Linked DNA regions of Ovis aries: region 2 is linked to region 1. The links are chromatin contacts, called in public Hi-C maps. All regions are on one chromosome and are shown on one strand. Each heading gives the region's core, a stretch centred on a gene start, on an enhancer-like site or on the middle of the called end of the contact. The rest is flanking DNA. Distances are from core to core; before and after follow the strand shown.

Region 1 (6,162 bases), core at 642-3,141:
CCCCACCTGTAATATGAGTGAGGTGCCCCGCACTGCCGATTTGCAAACCTGGTAGGGCATCAGAATTCCCTGGGGACTCGTGGAGTGGAAGTTGCAGGGTGGGGTGTTTGTTTTGTTTTTACAAGCTTCCATGGTGGTTCTGATACGCAGGGTGGGCTTAAGAAGTGGTCTGGCTCAGTCAAACTGGGGTTCTGTGCCTCAGGACAGTCCCCAGAGGGGCCTGGGTGGGGCTGAACTGGGAGCAAGGGCCAAGTATGGTCCCATCAGCCCCACGGATGCCAGGTACTAGTCAGGCTAGCCAAGGGCCAGACACCTCCTTCAGAACCACCCTTACCCTTGGCCCACTTTCTGCTGAAAGGGGCAGGTGCTTGGTGAAAAGCCGGGAAGTGAGAGGTGCTCGGGGATTGCCGGCTCCTGCAGGCTGACCCTCTGGGCGGGCTCCACGGGGCTTCCAGGGAGGGCCTGGGGGCTGGCCTGCAGGGCTGCGACCACCTCCACAGGGCTCTGAGCAAGTTCAGCTCAGATCCTGCCCCCTCTCCCTGCACACGGTCCCCGAAAGCAGAGACAAGTCCCATCTCCCCCAGTGCCCGGGGGAATCCTGCTCCCAGCCCAGCGGGGAGGGCGCAGCGGGCAGAGCAGTGGGAGGTGAGTCCAGACAGTCTGCCCCATCCCAGGGAAGTCTGCGTCCTGACCCAGGCCGTCGCCCACACATTTCCGGTCTCACTCTCTAGACGGACAGCAAAGCCCATGTTTTCAGGACAACCACAACCTAAGAAAATATAACGCACGTGTTCCTAACTGGCGACCTAATTTTCCAGCACCCTTAGCACCCAGGAGGCTCCGTCACCCCACCAACTCCCTTTCCATCCCCAAGGACCTAGGCTCTGAGTCGGGGCCTGAGCCTAGAACGCTGGCGGAGGCCCACTTAGGGGGCTCCCTGAGGCTCCCCCGGCGAGACCTCGGAGAGGCCCAAGGACTCTTGTCCAGTGCCTGACCCCTGCAGGGCTCCTCAACAAGGCCAGGTCAGGCGGGCAGGGAATGATGGTAGGCTCCCTTAGGATAGGAGTGAAGCCGTGCAGAGGTGAGCGCGGGGCTGGTTTGGGGCTGGGATGGGTAGATGCTGGAACTGGGGCTGGGGGCCGGGACCCCGCTAAGGGATTGAGATGGGCATGAGGTTCCTAACAAGGTTCAGTGGAGGTGGGATAACGATGCTTCAGGAGACCTGCCGCCCTGGAGGGTGAGGACTGCTCCCTTGGGTCAGGTTGGAGCAGACGCCCAGAAGGCAGGAGAGACGCTGAGGAAGAAGCCACCTCCCTTAGCTCCCCACCCCGTCTCGGGCACAGCTGGGCCCACAGTGGGGTGCTCCAACCCAGTCCGCCAGGCCTGGCCTCTCCCCAAGCCCAGGCCCGGCCACGCTCGGCCTCCCCGAGCCAGGAGCCCTGAGCTCCAGCAGAAGCCCGGCCAGGGAGCCTCCTAAGTTCCAGCCCCAGGCCCCCCACCGGCGCGGGTCCAGCGGTACGGTTCACCTCTCTGCCCAGCAACCTCAGCCCCACGACAGGAGCGGAGCCCAGTCCTTGAAAACCACGGCCAGGATGCGATGAGAGCAGCCAGTAGGCACCCCACTCAGGACGGTGCCCTTCGCCCGGGGGGTGACGTGGAGGCCGGGCTGGGCTGGGCCAGGAGACAGGGAGCCCCTCTCCCACCCAGCCCCCAAGAGCCCCTGCTGCCCCCGCCCCGCTTCCCGCTGGGGTCAGCTCTCTGCTAGCAGCTTTTATTTTTTGTTGGCTTGTGTTTTGTTTTTTTTTAAGCAGCAGCTCAGTTGTTTGGGGTTTTTTTTGATACAAGTCGGAGCTTCCTTCCTGAAGACTTGAGAACCTCCCCCAGGGTCTCATCCCTTCCTCCTGCCCTGAGGCTCACACAAGTCATGGGTCGCCCAGAATGTCAGAGTGGGAAGGAGGTCCCCCAAGCCGACCCCCGTGCTTTGCAGTGGGGTGGTCCCAGGGGCCCAGCAGTCAGGACGAGCAGTGTCCTTCCTCTAGACCATGCGATTCCCTGAAGTTGGACGCTGGTTTCCCAAGCACCATCTAGGAGCCCAGAGTGTGCTGAAGTTGGGGGCCCCCAGGGGTTCAGAGCCTGGAGGGGAGATTGAGGAAGGAAGCAGCTGTTCAGAGCAGCAGTCAGATAGCTGGGGGGCGAGGGGGCAGAGAGTCTCAATTCTGGACTGATTTCAGGAGTATAGTTACCAGCACAGTAAGGCCAGGAGGGGTTTGTGGGTATTAGCCCAGCACACCCCCTCTTGGCTTCCCAGTAGTTAGAGCTGCTCCTGACTGTGGGCCAGGCGCTGTTCTAAGGCTTACAGTGAGTGAAGCGGCTCAGTCGTATCCGACTCTTTGCGACCCCATGGACTGTAGCCTACCAGGCTCCTCCATCCAAGGAATTTTCCAGACAAGAGTACTGGAGTGGGTTACCATTTCCTTCTCTGGGGCATCTTCCCAACCCAGGGGTCAAACTCAGGTCTCCTGCATTGCAGGCAGACGCTTTACTGTCTGAGCCACCAGGGAAGCCCTCTAAGGCTTATATATACATATATATATGTATATATACATATATTCATTTATTCGGTTCTAGGAAATAGATACTGTATTTTCCCTATTTTACAGATGAAGAAACTGAGGCACCAGGAGATTGCGAGAGTCGCTCAAGCTGACTGACACACCAGTGTTGGCTAAAGCCGAGGTATGAAACAGACAAGCAGGATAAGCTGGAAAGGTTCACAGGAGAGGAAGACAAGGAACGGTCTGCACCACGCAAGAGGCCAGGGCTCCCCGCCCCACCCCAGGGGCTGAGGCCGTGTCTCTTAGGCCGAGCAGCTCTCTGGGGTTCAGCCATGGCCAGGGCTGGAAGCTTGGCTGCCCCACAGGGCAGAGTTCAAATCCCACTCCGGACCCCATGCAGACGAGCACGGACGCCGGCTTCCGAGTCAGGCCTGCTGGTCCTCACACCCTCCAGAACCCGGCATCTTCCCCGAGATGCTTACCAACAACTCAGGCACCCGGGGCCCAGCCCCGGATACACCGACCCCACAGTCCGGACCCAGGCACGTGAGCCCGGACCCAGGCACGTGAGCCCGGATCCAGGCACGTGAGCCCGGTCCCACGTGGAGCTGAGGCCCGGTCAGGTCAGGAGCCCCCACAACTCCCCAGGGAAGGGTCCCCAGAACAGCACGGCTGACAGCAGCCACCCACCCGCCTCTGGGCCTGGTGCCTACAATCAACCCTTAAATTCACCAGAGGGACTGAGGTTTCAAGGAAAACCCCTGGCCCACCCCTTCACTGTAGAGCACCAGTGCAGAGCAAAGAGTCAGCTTCACAAAACAAGTGAACCATCACCCTCTCCGTTTCCTCTCTTGGATAAATCTGAATATTCAGGGTCCTTAAGGCCAGGTAATCCAACACTGTATTGGTACAATGGTCCACTCACCCCCAGACACACACACACACACACACACACGCACACATGCAGGGCCAGCAAAGCCTTCCTTAGAAGAAGGCAAGCCTTTCCCCAGCTCCAGCTTCTGCTTTCTGGAACTTCCTCTGGAAACCTCTCCCACTTGAGGCTGGAAGTTCCTCCCTGTGGGCTCAGGTGACACCTGTATTCTCACAGAAGGCAGGTGGGGTTAGTGGGGACATACTTCTCCAATGGATCAAACCAGATGCCCCCAGTCTCTACCCTCCCCGTTTCCTCCTCCCCCTGCGACTCCCCCCCAACACTCACGAAGGACAGGGTCTGGTCTCCTCCATTCACAACTGAGGCTGCGACAGACCCTGGTTCAACCCCTAGCTCACTCACTTGAACCCTTTTTTTTTTTTTTTGTCTTGGCCACTGTGCAGCTTGTGGGACCTTGGTTCCCTGAACTGGGATGGACCCTTGGCAGTCAAAGCACCAAGCCCTAACCGCTGGACCACCAGGGAATTCTCTCACTTGGACCTTTCTGTGCCTCAGTTTCCTCATCTGCAAGATGGGGGCACCTTTTAGGGCAACGGTGAGAGTTAATCTGCAGAGTGCACGGAAATTTCGGGAGAGGGCGCCCGTCACAGGCGGTGCTCAGCAGATGTCCCTGGGAGCAGGGGCCTGGAGTCACTCAGGGCTACTCACCCTCTCTGAACCCTGCCCACGCCCTTCTGCCTCCCACGCCCCCTCCCCCTTCTGCTTCCCTCTCCACCACCCCTCCCTCCTACTAGATCCTCAGCGGGTCCCAGAATGTCTAAATCCAGGGCTGTGTCTGCCTTGAAAGGAACTGAATTTAGGGGAAGAAACTCAAGCAGAGAAGACAACGGCTGGGCGAGGGTTTTCTGCTTGCCAGGGTGGGAGCCGAGAGCAAGATGCCGCTCAAACTCTAATCCTTGAGCCCTCGGCTGAAGGGCTGGGGTCCCCGAGAGACCAGCAACTCGGTGAAAACAGGCGGGGCCCGGCTGCCAGGCCGCGCACGCTGCGGGTGCGGAGGGCGTGGCGTTCCCGGCCGCGGCCCTGGGCTGGGTGACCGGCAAGGGCGAGGCAACCACCGCAGGTCCTGGAAGGAGTGCCTGCCGGGACTTCCTCGAATGGGGCCACTGAAGGGGGCCGCCGGCAGGCTCAGACCCCCGGCCCTGATCTGCTCAGCAGGCCCTCCCTGGGGTCCGCGGAGAGATTCGGGCCCAAGCTCATCCTCTGCCTCACTGTGTGCCTGGGGGCAGGACGGACCGCGGTTAGGGACCAGACCACTGGCCGCTGGTTTCACCTGCCCCAGCCTCCCATTTGGTCCCGTGAAATGGGAAGCAGGGCCTGGCAGAGGCTATCTCAGCAGATGGTCTCAAGAGGAGTCCAGCTCCAGCACGCTGCTTAGAGCCACCGTGACCCCCGTCAGCGCAGCGGGCCTTCCTTCCTACCGTCAGCGCTGGCAGAGCACATACGAACCACCCCCCCCCCCCGCGCCCCGGGGGTGGGCACGAAGGGCCAGGCACAGGTCCAGGAAGCCTGCCTGCCGCCGGGCAGCTCCACCTCCCTGGCTTCGCCCCCCACCCCAACCCAGACCACGGCCCTCCTGCCCGCAGACCCTCCTGGCCACAAACTGTCTCCAAAACAAATCGATCCTAATGAGCGGCTGCAGGGCCCGCCTAGACATCTGCTCGGCAGAAGTCCCACTGCAGCGGGTACCGGCGTCCCCGCCCGCCCCGCCGCCTGCGACCCCAGGGGCTGGGGGTGGGGAGAAGGCGCTAACTCACTTGGAAATTTCACTTTAAAAGGATGAAGATAGCTCCGCGGGCAAACGCACATCCTCCCGGCCCCCTCCAGCACACGGGCCCAGCAGGAGGAGGTCCAGTTTAGGAGGTGCGGGGGTGGGGGGGTGGGGGTCACCGATGCTTCAGCCTCGCCTTTTCTTTGGCCCCAACTACGGGCAAACCACACCCAAGCAGCAGCCCCAGCATCTGGAGGAGTTTCAGGAGGCCGGTGGTTGCCACAGTAACAAAGGGTGAGGGGCTCCTTGTTGACAAATTGCTTCCCCACCCCCACTCCCCCGGCCAGCAGCCCAGCCTTTGGCCTCCGGCCCTGACCTCTGTTTTCCTGGGGTTCCCGGAGTTACAGGCTGCTGTCCTCCAGCTGGGTGAGGACCTTGGAAACGCTGAAAATGTGCCCTTGTCCCCGGGTGCCGGCCACCACCACCCCCCCACCCCGCGCCCCGGGCCAGCCGAGGCGGCCAGCTGCCCCTCTGCTGCGTCTTGTGAAAGATCCGAACCGCCCCGCCCAGGCAGCGGGGCGGGCAGGTGGCCGGTAGCACGGCCCAGTTGTCCAGGCCGCCTCGCGGGGGGTGGAACTCAAGGAAACTGAGCCCCCGGGAAAGCCGACTCCCCTGCCCCTGACTCAGTTCCAGGGAGACGATTCCCGGCCCGGCCCCGAGGGGCAGGCGGAAGGCAGGGGGAGGCTTTCGCTCCTTTTCCCGGGTCTAGAAAACTGTTCCCGGACTCCGCTGGGGGCCCCGGGCCGCCGATCCGGTGGGGGGGATGTCTGAATTCGAGGGTGGGGGGCACCAGGGAGACGCACAGACACCGGGAGACAGAGAGAGAGAGAGAGAGAGACTCCCACCGCGGGGCAGGCGAAGGGCGGAGGGCAAACAGAAAGGCAGGC
Region 2 (7,017 bases), core at 4,355-6,854, 57 kb after region 1:
TCGTGAAGCTTACATTCTAGGGTGGGGGGCAATCAAATAAAGAAACAGACTGCAAATTTCAGATGGTGATACGAGCTATTAAGAAAAATTAGTGATGCGATGGATGAACTAGACAATGCATATGGGTGGCAGTACCAGGAATGAGCATGGAGGCCAACGGGAAAGGTAAAAATGTGAGAGGGAGCAAGGGAAAGAAAGGAATGAGAAAGAAGACAGAAACAGATGTGCAATGAACAACGGCCTACTGCGCCTGTTACAGGGAGGTGTGTGTGTTGCTTCCGTGATTCAACAGGCTCAATATACCAGGTCAAACCGCATTAGAAATTTTCTACCCCACACACTCCTATTATACACAAATAAATAGGTATTTTACATCCAGAATATGGGAGAAATAAAATTGTTTTCCCTATGATAGGAGAGGGAAGGGGTATTTATAAAAAAAAAGTAGCTCTTACTATAGGACAATTTATATGAGAACATTACTCAAGGTTCAGAGTAAATCCTTGAAGAATAGTTTTGTTTTGTTTTGTTTTTTAAAAACCTGTGCCTAAACTACATCCTTACGAGAGCTCTTTAATTCAGCTGTACAATATCTAGGCTACACATGAGCAATGGAAACAGTCATTTGTCACTCTGCTGCTGCTAAGTCGCTTTAGTCATGTCCGACCCTGTGCGACCCCAGACACGGCAGCCCACCAGGCTCCCCCATCCCTGAGATTCTCCAGGCAAGAACACTGGAGTGGGTTGCCATTGCCTTCCCCAATGCATGAAAGTGAAAAACGAAAGGGAAGTCGCTCAGTCGTGTCCGACTCTTAGCGACCCCAAGGACTGCAGCCCACCAGACTCCTCCATCCCTGGGATTTTCCAGGCAAGAGTACTGGAGTGGGGTGTCACTGCCTTCTCCGATTTTTCACTCTACTCTGTGTAAAACAGCTAGTGGGAACCTGCGGCACAGCACAGGGCGCTCGCTGGGGACCCGGGGAGTGGGGCTGGGGGAGGGAGGGGCAGGAGGGCCGGGATACTAGCCCAGGTATAGCTGATTCGCTTCGCTGTAAAGCAGAAACCAATACAACATTGTAAAGCAATTATACTCCAATAAAAACAGATAAAAGCAACAACAGTTCATGGCAAAAAAAAGATTTTTTTTTAAAACAATAAAACATTCATTTTCCAGCAAACCAGTGGGAAAGGATTGAAAATACTTAGGTAGAAGGTGCCAAACGGAGCAGTGCTCTACCAAACCTCTATCTTATGGCAGGCTGCCATTCCCTGAGTCTCCATCTCCATTTTGAAGTACCAGAAAAGCGGGCTGCCAAAGAGGTTTCAAGAGTTCTACAATCTCGCTGCCTATAGGAATAAGAACTAAAACACTGACGACAGAAGAGCGTTCCTCCCCCCGTCTCAACCCTCTGGACGGAAGCCCCCCAGAATTACACTTCCGCTCTGCACTTCTCATGTGCCCTTACTCGCAGTCCATTCCTTAAGGGGCAGCGCCTCAAAATCTGAACTCAGCTTCTCTGTCAAAATTAAAAACCTCTTCGTGGGGCTTCCCTGGCGGCTCAGTAGTAAGGAGTCCGCCCGCCAGTGCAAGAGACGTGGGTTCGACCCCTGATCCGGGAAGACTCCACCTGCCGCGAAACAACTCAGCTCCCGCGCCACAACTATTGCGCCTGCGCTCTAGAGCTCGAGCCCACGTGCCGAAACTGACGCCCGCACGACCGCGAGCCCGGCTCCGCAGGAGGAACCGCTGCAGGAGGAGACCCGCACACGGCAGCTAGAGAGCAGCCCCTGCTCACCGCAACTGGGGAGAAGCCCACGCAGCAATAAAGACCCTGCGCAGCCAAAAATACGTAAGTAAAATCCTTTTTTAAAAAACCTCCTCTCAACCTCATTATCACTCTCAAACCATGTAAGCAGAAAAACCACCGAAATTACGAGCTCTTCTCTCCCTCCAGGCTCTCTCCTGCCACTTCACACGATCAGTTACCAAGACCCAGATGTAACTGAGTGGAGCGAGGCGCACACGCACCCCTCCTGCTTTACTTCCAATTTCTGATCAATGACATCAACCAAGTTCTAACCATGGAGTCATCCTTATTATAAGAAACGGAATGTGACAAAGTTAACCCAGTGGGAGAGAAGATAGAGAAAACAGCATTTATTAAGTTTCTGGTGTGTACCTGGCACTGTGCTGGCCTAGGAGGTGGGTATTACTATCTCCATTCCATAAATGGAAGGAACAGTTTGTGAAGTTTCTCGAATATACCCACTCTTTTCTGGTCTAACAGTTCAGACTTTTAACTTCATATTCGCAGCCTTCTCTACTCTGATTTGTTCTGTATAAAACACTGCCAGAACAATCATACCAAAATTCCATTCACATCACATCAGTTCCCTGTTAAGGGCAGTGAAATGCCTTCTGCTCCTCTACTTGCCCACTGGCTGGCCCACGGCTCAGTATGTATGTGTTAGCTAGCTCACCGCCGCCCACCAGCCTCAACTTACTGAGCCCTGGGAGCAGAAAGTAACAGATTTTTAAGACAGAGGTGGTGAATATGCACAATGCATGTGAAAAAGCCAAAGGCAACTCAAAAAGCTCCAAGAAAAAGTGGAATCTCCCTATGAGATTTCACAATTCTGACTCCACTCAAGCCAGCCTTCTCTAGGGAGGAGTGGGTGCTGCGATCGGAACCCCAGGGAGCTAACCCCAGCTCCTCACTTCTAGCCACCTAACCTCTCCGTCCCTGTTTCGTCCTCCATAAACGTTTAACCAGCCTTTGCGCAAGTTCTTCCACTCCCCCTAACTATCCAAGTTATTATCCAACGCTCTGCTAAAGGCCCATCTCTCCCAACCTACCACTGCACTTACCTGATTTATAGTAACAGCTCCACACAAAGAATTGGAATAACTCATTTTAATTTTCCTCTGGAATTACATATCACCACGCTTCATTTGGGCTTCCCTTGTGGCTCAGCTGGTAAAGGATCCGCCTGCAACGCGGGAGACCTGGGTTCGATCCCCGGGTTGGGAAGATCCCCTTGAGAAGGGAAAGGCTGCCCACTCCAGTACTCTGGCCTGGAGAATCCCATGAACTGTTTGGTGCACGGGGTCGCAAAGACTCGGACACAGCTGAGCGTCACTTCATGCTTCATTTAATCATTCCACCTGGTATGCCCCCACTCCCACAACGTCCCGCTCACGCATGGCACACACTACTCACCGCCCCGGGTGATCTTCAGTGTGTGTGTGCATGCCCAGTCGCTCAGTCGGGTCAACTCTGCGACCCCGGGGACTGTAGCCCTCCAGGCTCCTCTGTCCATGGGAGTCTCCAGGCAAGAACGCTGGAGTGGGCTGCCATTTCCTCCTCCAGGGGATCTTCCCCACCCAGTGATCAAACCCATGTCTCCTGCGTCTCCTACATCAGCAGGCAGATTCTTTACCACTGAGCCACCTGAGAAGCCTGATCATCAGTGGCATAATACTAACATCAACAATTATTACTATCACTATTTACTGACTACATAGTAAGTGCCAGGCATTGCGCAAATACCTTGTATACTTTTCTGTCCTTCAACATTCAGCATCTTTTTAGGTAAATCTGTCTTAATCCCCATTTCACAGTTAAGCCTCTACATAAACTCACTCATTTAATCCTCAAAACAACTCTGTAAGACAGTAATAATATTATGGCCAATTTACTCAATACAAATTAGGAAGCAGGCATAGAGAGGTTAAATAACTTGCCCCAAATCACACAGCTGGTAAGTGGTGAACTGAAAGCTGCGATAAATTCATTTACTGACTCATTCTCAACACTGTTTATTAAGCACTATTCTGGGGGCTGAAGCTAACACAGTGAATAAACCAGGAAACATTCCTGCTTACAGTTTTGCTTCTTTTCCAATATTTTCATTCAAGAGCACAATCCTAAATCCTCTTAAATACGCTTTAAGATTTTCATACAAAAATACCAAATTCAGGTAATAAAAGTATTGAAGAAAAGCATGGGACGTGAAGCCAAAATACCTGGGTTAAATTCCCAACTTTGCCATTGATTGGGCCCTGGGCTTTCCTCATAGCTCAGTTGGTAAAGATTCTGCCTGCAATGCAGAAGACCCGGGTTCGATCCCTGGGTCAGGAAAACCTCCTGGAGGAGGGCATGGCAACCCACTGCAGTGTTCTTGCCTGGGAAATCCCATGGACAGAGGAGCCTGGCGGGCTAAAGTCCATGGGGTCACAAAGAGTCGGACACAACTGAGCAACTAAACCACCACCAGGCCCTGACCACATTCCTTCACTGCACACTGAGCAGAGTCTGGCACTCAGCAAAAGTTCTCCTCTTCCCTCCCAGCACTGACTTCACAGTCCGGGTCGTCACGGAGCACATGTTAAAAGGCTACATCAGGTGACAAGACGGGCTCAAAAGGGACCACTCGGCCTCTTAACTTTCCAAGTCAATTCTCCTTCCAGATGACCAGCACTAATGTCTCTGCTTTCAGGCCTCAAACTACTATGAGGCTGATAAATCAGGTTCCAAGTCTCAGCCAGTCCATCCTAAAGGAAACTGGTCCTCAATATTCACTGGAAGGACTGATGCTGAAGCTGAAACTCCCAATACTCTGGACACCTGATGCCAAGAGCTGACTCCTTAGAAAAGACCATGATGCTGGGAAAGATTGAAGGCAGGAGAAGGGGACGACAGAGAATGAGATGGTTGGATGGCATCGATGGACCTGAGTCTGAGTAAACTCCGGGAGCTGGCAATGGACAGGGAGGCCTGGCGTGCTGCAGTCCACCGGGTCGCAAAGAGTCGGACACGACTGAGCGACTGAACTCTCCCCTCCGAGCACTGACTTTAGTCTGTGTCGTCACGGAGCGCATGTGAAAAGCTACACGAGTGACACGACGGGCTCAAGAGGGACCAATCGGCTTCTTAACTTTCCGAGTAGATTCTCCGTCCAGATGAACAGCACTCATGTCCCCGCTTTCAGGCCTCAAACTACTCCGAGGCTGATAAGTCAGGTTCCAAGCTGGGAATGGCAGCGACCCACGTGAGGCCTGGCAGAATCTACAAAAGGTTGCAGATGACCTTCTCGGCAGGCACTTTTAATTCAGCAGGGGAAGAACGTGGCCTCAGAGAGCCGTGACCCCAGGGAGAACCCCCAGCCCCTGGCCCCTGAGCCCTTGCACACGCCGCTTCCCCGCAACTCTCCGGCCGCCTGCCGACGCGACCCCCACTTCTTCGGGGCTGCTGCAGCTGCACCCCTCCCACTTCGGGCAGCGTCCCCAGGCTCCCGTGGCCCGTGTTCCCCAGCCCGCTCAAGTGACCTGGGCCCCGGGGGCCCCGAGCCCCGGCCTGAGTGGCTGGAACAGGCCGCACGGCCTGACCTCTCACCCCGCGAGTGGACCTCTCGCGGGGCTTCTCCTCCACCCTCCCAGTCAGCGGGCCCTAGAGCCGACGACTCGGCTCCGGGCGGCGCCGGCCGGACACGACGAGGAGCCCCTCACCTATCTTCACGACGGCGTCCGCCAAGCACCGGTCCCACTTCCGGCCGAGCTCTGACTCCGACATGTTCCCCCGCCAGCAGCAGCCGCTCCAGCTTTCCGGACCGTCGGGCCCCGCGCTCAGAGCCCCTCCCCCACCGCCCCCAGGCAAGTCTCGCGATAGCCGGCCGCCGGTCCCAAGCCCGGAAGGCTGACGGCGCCGGCGCACCAGATATCGCGAGATGATCTGACTACTTCCGTTCTTTCCGGGGTTTTTGGGTTTTTTTTTTTTTGGCAATTGGTCGTCAAGGTGACGGGTGGCAGAGGCCTGAGGTGACCCTGACCTTGGAGCTGCGCCTACCTAAGGGTTGCGAGGCAGACAGGTTTCCTAGGCGGCATCCAGAGCCCTGTCTGGGAAGGTTCCTTTCACTACACCAGCTCCCGACTCCGGCCTTGGAAATTCCCCAGGGCGAGTGAGGGCACCGCGCTACGGTCTCTTCCTTCGTCGCCTCACCTTGGCTTTTTTCTCCTCCCACGTTCCCTCATTTATTGCCGTGGAGCTCCCGCCGTCACCTCTTACCACAGAAATTGCCCAGGCAAAGGTCACTTATTGCCAAACCAGGGGACGCCTGTGACCTCTGTACGGCATTGGACGCAGCCGCTTTCTCGTTCTCGATCCTCCTTGTCGCTGCCTTCTCTTTATTCATGTGGCTCCCAGGACACCAGTCTCTGCTAAATCTCCTCCTCTGACTCGTCTCTTCAGAGGGCCGTTGCCGGTTTGCTTCCTCTCCCAGCTGCTTGGAGTGTTGCTTCATTGGAGTGCCGTCAATCCTCTGTACATATTCTCCCTAAGTAATTGCAAGCATTGCTAAATTCTGTCTCCTGATCAACCTTCCTATTCATAATTCAGCCTCTTCGCCTGGGTCATTTAGTTTTCCCTTCCCGTTTCCTCCCTCTAGTCTACCAACAAATGCAGATTTGATCCTTTTGTTCTTATGGGGCTTCCTTGGTGGTTCAGACTTCCCTGGTGGCTCAGGCGGTAAAGCGTCTGTCCACAATGAGGGAAACCTGGGTTCGATCCCTGGATTGGGAAGATTCCACTGGAGAAGGAAATGGCAATCCACTACAGTACTATTGCCTGGAAAATCCCATGGACAGAGGCGCCTGCTAGGCTGCAGTCCATGGGGTCGCAAAGAGTCGGACATGACTGAGCGACTTCACTTTCACTTTTGGTGGTTCAGGTGGTATAGAATCTGCCTGCAGTGGGAGAGACCCAGGTTGGATCTCTGAGTCGAGAAGATTCCCTGAAGAAGGGAATGACTACCTACTCCCAATAGCCTTGCCTGGAGAATTCCATGGACAGAGGAGTCTGGCGGGCCACAGTTCATGGGATCACAAAGAGTCAGACATGACCAAGCGACTAACACTTCATTTTCATTCCTCTGATTAGAAGCTGTCAATGACCCCTATTCATCTACTGGTTATATTCAAGCTTCAGTGAGTTAATTTTAGGAAACCTAGAGACCCTCTGC

Evidence for each region. Hi-C and Micro-C count contacts between places; a contact is called where the count stands out from the background.
Region 2: a Hi-C map of muscle shows a contact between it and region 1, with 2.6 times the contacts expected there. The contact joins the promoter of MICOS10 here to the enhancer-like site in region 1. A contact is called at or near these places in 5 of 16 Hi-C or Micro-C datasets (liver, mesenteric adipose tissue, muscle and 1 more).

What each region holds. Positions count from the first base shown.
Region 1 is chr2:246,746,355-246,752,516 of ARS-UI_Ramb_v3.0, forward strand. The region is part of intron 2 of NBL1 (NBL1, DAN family BMP antagonist); the gene reads right to left. Among named protein-coding and RNA genes, the nearest start is that of TRNAE-UUC, 11 kb to the right of the region's middle. Within about 2 kb of position 1,892, at least 4 of the 54 cell types and tissues checked have an H3K27ac peak or open chromatin away from gene starts, as enhancers often do.
Region 2 is chr2:246,799,503-246,806,519 of ARS-UI_Ramb_v3.0, forward strand. It overlaps MICOS10 (mitochondrial contact site and cristae organizing system subunit 10), which reads right to left and starts at 5,605. Exons shown (of 4, transcript XM_027965600.3): 1 at 5,510-5,605. The coding sequence starts at 5,573.